Regions from separate parts of the Zea mays genome. Here region 1 is linked to region 2. The links are chromatin contacts, called in public Hi-C maps. All regions are on one chromosome and are shown on one strand. Each heading gives the region's core, a stretch centred on a gene start, on an enhancer-like site or on the middle of the called end of the contact. The rest is flanking DNA. Distances are from core to core; before and after follow the strand shown. Region 1 holds the start of LOC100383012 (putative arginine-tRNA protein transferase family protein). Region 2 holds the start of LOC100193275 (pentatricopeptide repeat-containing protein At5g39710).

The links. A called contact is a pair of places that touch in the nucleus more often than the background predicts.
Region 1: a contact with region 2 is called in a Hi-C map of ear, with 2.7 times the contacts expected there. The contact joins the promoter of LOC100383012 here to the promoter of LOC100193275 in region 2. A contact is called at or near these places in 2 of 25 Hi-C or Micro-C datasets (ear and tassel).

What each region holds. Positions count from the first base shown.
Region 1 is chr8:100,283,344-100,286,683 of Zm-B73-REFERENCE-NAM-5.0, forward strand. LOC100383012 (putative arginine-tRNA protein transferase family protein) reads left to right here and starts at 1,769. Exons shown (of 6, transcript NM_001175691.1): 1 at 1,769-1,987; 2 at 2,912-2,950. The coding sequence starts at 1,861.
Region 2 is chr8:99,944,335-99,947,341 of Zm-B73-REFERENCE-NAM-5.0, forward strand. LOC100193275 (pentatricopeptide repeat-containing protein At5g39710) reads left to right here and starts at 1,269. Exons shown (of 2, transcript XM_008658015.4): 1 at 1,269-1,743; 2 at 1,816-3,007. The coding sequence starts at 1,412.

The DNA.
Region 1 (3,340 bases), core at 519-3,018, 340 kb after region 2:
TTATTGGCCATCTATATCCACAGCGCCGACCCGATTTTCCCGCGCAGCACCCGTGGACGTCGAAACCAAATAAGGATAAGATGACAAGATTATGGAAAGATAAGTTCAATTAGTTCACTATTACTTAGAGATACGTCATCATCATACACGCATATAATGCCCCACGGCCGAGTATATAAGGCCCAGGGGTACCCCTTCATTTCCAAGTCACTCATCAACCACCTACGAAGCTCACTAGTTTCCTCCATACTAGAGATTTCCTTTGTAACCTACCACATAAAGATCCACACCAGGAAGTAGGGTGTTACGCATCTTCAAGTGGCCCAAACCTGTAGAAAGATCGCTCGTCATCTCTCGTGCGTCTTGCACGAATTATTGAGTTACAGTCAACAGCACCATCCTACCCAAAAGCACCATGAGGGTCTGTTCCCAAACACCGACAGCAGGAGCAAGGAAAAATAAATAAAATGCTTTTTTTGAAAGAGCGGTAATGCTGGGCAATTTCTCCTGAAACTGATATCAACAATGAGTTTTTTTGCTAAAAATAATCTCAAGTAAGCACCTCTTAACCAAGTTATGATAATTCGGCCTCCAGAATATATCATCTAGTATAATAATTTGTCAGTTTGTTTCTCATCTAAATTATTTAAGTTAGATTATATAATTTGGGTAGATTATAATCTGAAACAAAGAGGCCCTAAATATGAGTATTAAGATAAATGAAATATATACATTAATGTTTACATAAATATCTCAAAACTTCTTAGAGCAAGGCTAATGATTTAGCTAGCTACCTGTCGTAAGCCGTTGATATGCCTTATATAGCTAACTATATAGTCATGACATATAATTAGTTGGCTATTGTGTTGGCCAAAAAAATGTTGACCAATTATTACTAATCCATATGTATTTTAGAATATGTACAACAACTAGCTATTAATGGCTCATAATTAGTAGTGCTCTTCTTCTCTTCTCTTCTCTTCTCTTCTCTCTTTCAACTTGGTAAAAATCTGATATAGCAAACCATTTAGTCCTTGTTTGGAAACACATTTTCTTTGAAAACATTTTTTAATACCATAGTCTAATAATTGCCATATCATAACCATAATTTTGTACAACAATGGTGCCGTAGTTTTTTGATGTTATCAAGTTCCATTCAAAAGTGATTGATTGGCTATCATATAATTAAAATAATTTATTAGGACTGATGTAACTGCAATCTATAAAGAAAAAATAACGTAGAAGATACAACCCCAGCCGAATTAAGATCACATCAAGTTGTTCACATGGAAAAAGTGCGCGCCACATGGGTCCCTTCGCGCCACAGTGAAAATTTTAGTCTAAATCAAAATTTCTCGTACTCTAAAAACACGATGATATTGACAAAATCAATGTTTTATATACTATGATTTTTAAATGGTCTACCAAACAACTATTGGCATACGTACTCTAAAAACACAATGATATTGACAAAATCAATGTTTTATATACTATGATTTTTAAATGGCCTACCAAACAACTATTGGCATACGAAACTTCAAATACCACATCGTTACTAGAAAAGTACCGTCTCTCTCTAAATAGGGCGTCATCTGCTTACATCATCCTAATCCTATTATAGTTGTCCTAAAAATATCCAATTATAATTTTCTGTCAAAAACAATAAAAACAAAAGCAAATGTCGACGAAGATGCAGAGATGCGAGTGGCCGAGACCTATTTCAGCTAGTCCTACGGACCATCCAGATCCAGCACACCCAAACCCAGCAGCTGATTCGCCCGGCCGCATCGCCCGAGCCTTCTAACAGCTGACTCGTCCTCGTCGCTCCGGCGCGGCGACAAGGCACGCAGCCACCGCGCGATGGCCGACGGCGCCAGCAGCAGCGGCGGGGCGCAGAACGGGGGTGAGTCGGTGGTGATTGACTACGGCCGGCGCCGCACTACCTGCGGCTACTGCCGATCCTCCGGGCCCACGAGCATCTCCCACGGTACCGATTTCCGAACCCCCCGTCCGATGAAACTGATTCGCTCTGCTTCGACCTGTATCGGGCCCTCAAGCTTTGTAGCGCGTGGAATCGCCCGTGGGTTCTATTATAGCGTTGAATCGCTTGTTGGCTCTAGCATCTTGACGCGTCACGCAGATGATGTTTGACCGCTGATCACCATGATAACTTGTGAATTTCCTTTTAGATATTGCTGCCAAGGGACAGTGCAAGCGCACAACGGTTTTGTAGTTTGAGCTGGGGAGAGTAGTTATTTTTTCAGCTTATGGCCATAATGAATCATGGTTTTTGAACAAAAAACCATGATGAATCATGGTTGCCAGTTGAGGGGCATGGTTAATCTATGAACCTCTGAACGCTCGTTGTTACTTGTTAGCTGCTGAATCCTGAATGGTTCAAATGCCTCATTTTATTCACTTAGCTTGTAATACTTGAAACAAGCCAGCGACCATCTAGTTTTGTCTCTGAAAATGATCCATGTGGATCATGTAATCCATGTTATCTAGGGTGTTATACACAGTGATGGAGCAAAGCCCCAGGCTGCCTGGGATTTTATCCTAGTCTAAGGCAGTTTAACCGAGAGCAATAGAACCCACTAAAAAAATGTAGAGATGTCTAAGGTTTTCAAAGGATTTAAGACTGCCTAGCACTAGATAAGCCTTTGAGGCATATCCATTTCTGGCTCCACCCTGGTTATAAAGTATATCCAAGTTTTATTTAACAGTCAGTTGTACAAGGTAAAAAATATACTAGATGGGAATTGCTTTGACCTTTAAATTAGATGTTTCATCTATTTGTCGTTTGTTATATTTTTTCTTCTCGTTCTACCTTTCATGTATATACCTGTGTATAGAAGGCTCTGTCACATCATCATTTACCATGCTAGTTTCTGTCCTATCAATCTTGCAGGTATGTGGGCTAACAGTCTGAAAGCTGATGACTATCAAGGTACAAACTTATGACCCTTTCAACTTTTTTACAATGGTTTAAGGTTATATATGTTATAACACAAAAGTGCTGATTCCCGAACTCTTCCTGTATTCAAAACCTAATTAGCAAAACGAGTAAGCGGCCAAATAATATATGTGGAATTGCTGTTCAATTCATTATATAGAAGCATCAAGCATGTAACATTCAAAACATGATATCTTTATAGGGCCATATTGTCCTTGCATTATGGGCACGAAAGAAATGGTGATAGGCAGTATACGATGGCCAAAATATTGCGCAAAGTAATTGCAAGATGCTTTATCTTTATTGTGTTTTCGTGTCATAGATCATCTTGTAATGTGCTCTATGATAAATTCGTGGTTTTGGGGCTGTAATACAGAATTTAGT
Region 2 (3,007 bases), core at 19-2,518:
GATGAGAATGGGGGAGTGGGGGGAGGGAGGGCGAGGGGGAGAAGAGAAGTCGCGATGGGGAATACGGGGAGGAGGGAGGAGAAGAACAAACCCTAGAGCCGACGGCGCAAACGGACGGTGGCGCGGCGGGACGGATGAAGACCACAGCCAGGGGAGTTATTTGTGATTATGATCATCTCGTCGCGCGGCTTCGCCTCTTTGGTATCCCGCAGATCGTCATCGCCAAATTGGTATTGCTGTCGTGCACCACTCGCCGGATTGGGTTCGTTTTCATACGGCTGACTAATTTGCCCTTCTCTTTTGCCCAGTCTGGTCGCAATGACGATGAGCCTCGTCGATCTCCAGCCATGGATGAAGACATCGCGGTAGCGCCTGAGCGCGAGGAGTGCGCGCCCGGAGCTCCAGCGTCGTCTCGACCCGCGGCGACATCTCCAGGGCGGCCGTGACCAGGCCGAGCGCCGCCGCCGCCGCGTCGTCGGTGTCCTGCGCGACCGCAGCGAGAGCCGCCCGTGCCTCGCCGAGGTACGTGCAAAACCGTACAAGGAGGAAAAGGACAACGAAATAAATCAAGCCACGTCCTCGAACAACGCAAACACAACGCATCACACGGAACGGAAGAGCCATCTGGAGACAAAAGGTGAGAGCGCCTGGTGGATGGAAACCGCAAGAGTGGCACCTCAGGCTCTCCTCTCGGGATTGCAAAGAGTTTCTTGGCCGGAGCGGAGGAAGGGGACGGTGGCGCCATTGCGTCCCGCCAGGCATCAAGTCCATGTGCGACAGGTGTTCGACACGTACCTCGGCGAGGCGCGGGCGACTCTCGCTGCGGCCGCGCAGGACACCGACGACGCGGCGGCGGCGATGCTCGGCCTGGTCACGGTCGCCCTGGAGATGTCGCCACGGGCCGAGGCGGCGCTGGAGCTCCGGGCGCGCGCTCCTCACGCTCAGGCGCTACCGCGACGTCTTCATCCATGGCTGGAGATCGATGAGGCTCGATGACCGAACTGGGCGAAAAGGAAAGGGTAAATTAGTCAGTCGTATGAAAACGAACCCAATCTGGCGAGTGGTGCACGACAACAATACCAATCTGGCGATGACGAGCTGTGGGATACCAAAGAGGCGAAGCCGCACGATGAGATGATCATAATCATAAATAACTCCAGCCAGGGGCAGGAAGCGTATCAGGGTCAGGGAGCTGCTAATGGTCATCAGCCGCGCGCGTTGCCAAATCTTCAAAGGGCGGACGATGCCAATAATGCAATTGACGTCTTCGGATCGGAAGTCCAAGTATCTGAAGCCCAACGTAGACGATGCCAAATAAGCAAAAAATCTCAGAATCTAGTTGCCGAGACGACCGTCACCCCGCGCCGCCGCCGCCACTGGCGCTACTCCTACCGGCGGGGGCCTGAAGAATATGGCAGCCGCCTCCGCCTCCACGCGACAAGCGACGGCGGAGGCGTGCAGTAGCCACGTCCACCACGCGCACCTCGCGGCTCTCCTCAACGCTTCCGCGCGCTTGCCTCCGCTCCCTCTCAGCCGCCTCCACCTCCCGCTCTCGCTCCCCACGGCCTCCCGCCTCGTCGCGTCCTTCCCTCCACTCCCGCTCCTCGTCTGCTTCCTCCGCGCGCTCCGCCTCCTCCCCTCCTCGCCGCCGCGCCCCTTTGACTCGCTCATCAAGTCATATGCCTCGCTCCCCAACCGCGCCTCCCTCGCTGCTGCGGCGCTCGCGTTCGCCAGGTCAGCCGGGTACGTGCCCTCTGTGCTCGCCTACAACGCCGTCCTCCTCGCGCTCTCTGACGCGTCGCTCACCTCCGCTAGGCGCTTCTTCGACTCCATGCTTAGCGACGGCGTGGCGCCCAACGTGTACACCTACAACATCCTCATCCGCGCGCTGTGCGGCCGCGGACACCGGAAAGAGGCGCTCAGCATCTTGCGTGACATGCGCGGCGCAGGTTGCGGCCCCAATGTCGTGACTTACAACACGCTCGTCGCGGCGTTCTTCAGAGCCGGGGAGGTGGATGGCGCGGAGAGGCTGGTCGGCATGATGCTTGACGGCGGCTTGAAGCCCAACCTGGTGACTTTCAATTCAATGGTGAATGGGATGTGCAAGGCTGGGAAGATGGAGGACGCACGCAAGGTGTTCGATGAAATGATGAGGGAGGGTTTGGCGCCGGATGGGGTCAGTTACAACACCTTAGTGGGTGGGTATTGCAAGGCAGGGTGCTCGCATGAGGCATTGTCTGTGTTTGCAGAGATGACACAGAAAGGGATCATGCCAGACGTCGTGACATTTACGTCATTGATCCATGTAATGTGCAAGGCTGGGAACTTGGAGTGGGCAGTGACATTGGTGAGGCAGATGAGGGAGAGGGGCCTCCAGATGAATGAGGTCACTTTTACAGCCTTGATAGATGGGTTCTGCAAGAAGGGATTCTTGGATGATGCATTGCTTGCAGTAAGGGGGATGAGGCAATGCAGAATAAAGCCTTCAGTGGTGTGTTATAATGCACTTATTAATGGTTATTGTATGGTAGGAAGAATGGATGAAGCAAGAGAGTTACTCCATGAAATGGAAGCTAAAGGACTGAAGCCTGACGTTGTGACATACAGTACGATTATCAGTGCGTACTGTAAGAATTGTGATACACATTCTGCATTCGAATTGAACCAACAGATGCTTGAGAAGGGTGTTCTTCCAGATGCAATCACCTACTCATCACTCATAAGGGTTCTTTGTGAGGAGAAACGACTCAGTGACGCTCATGTGCTCTTCAAAAATATGATTAAGCTTGGCCTACAACCTGATGAATTTACATACACATCTCTTATTGATGGCCACTGCAAGGAGGGTAATGTGGAGAGGGCTCTTTCTCTGCACGATAAAATGGTAAAGGCAGGAGTTCTTCCTGATGTTGTGACTTACAGTGTGCTTATTAATGGGCTTAGTAAATCAGCACGTGCTATGGAAGCACAACAGTTGCTCTTCAAATTGTACCATGAAGAGCCAATT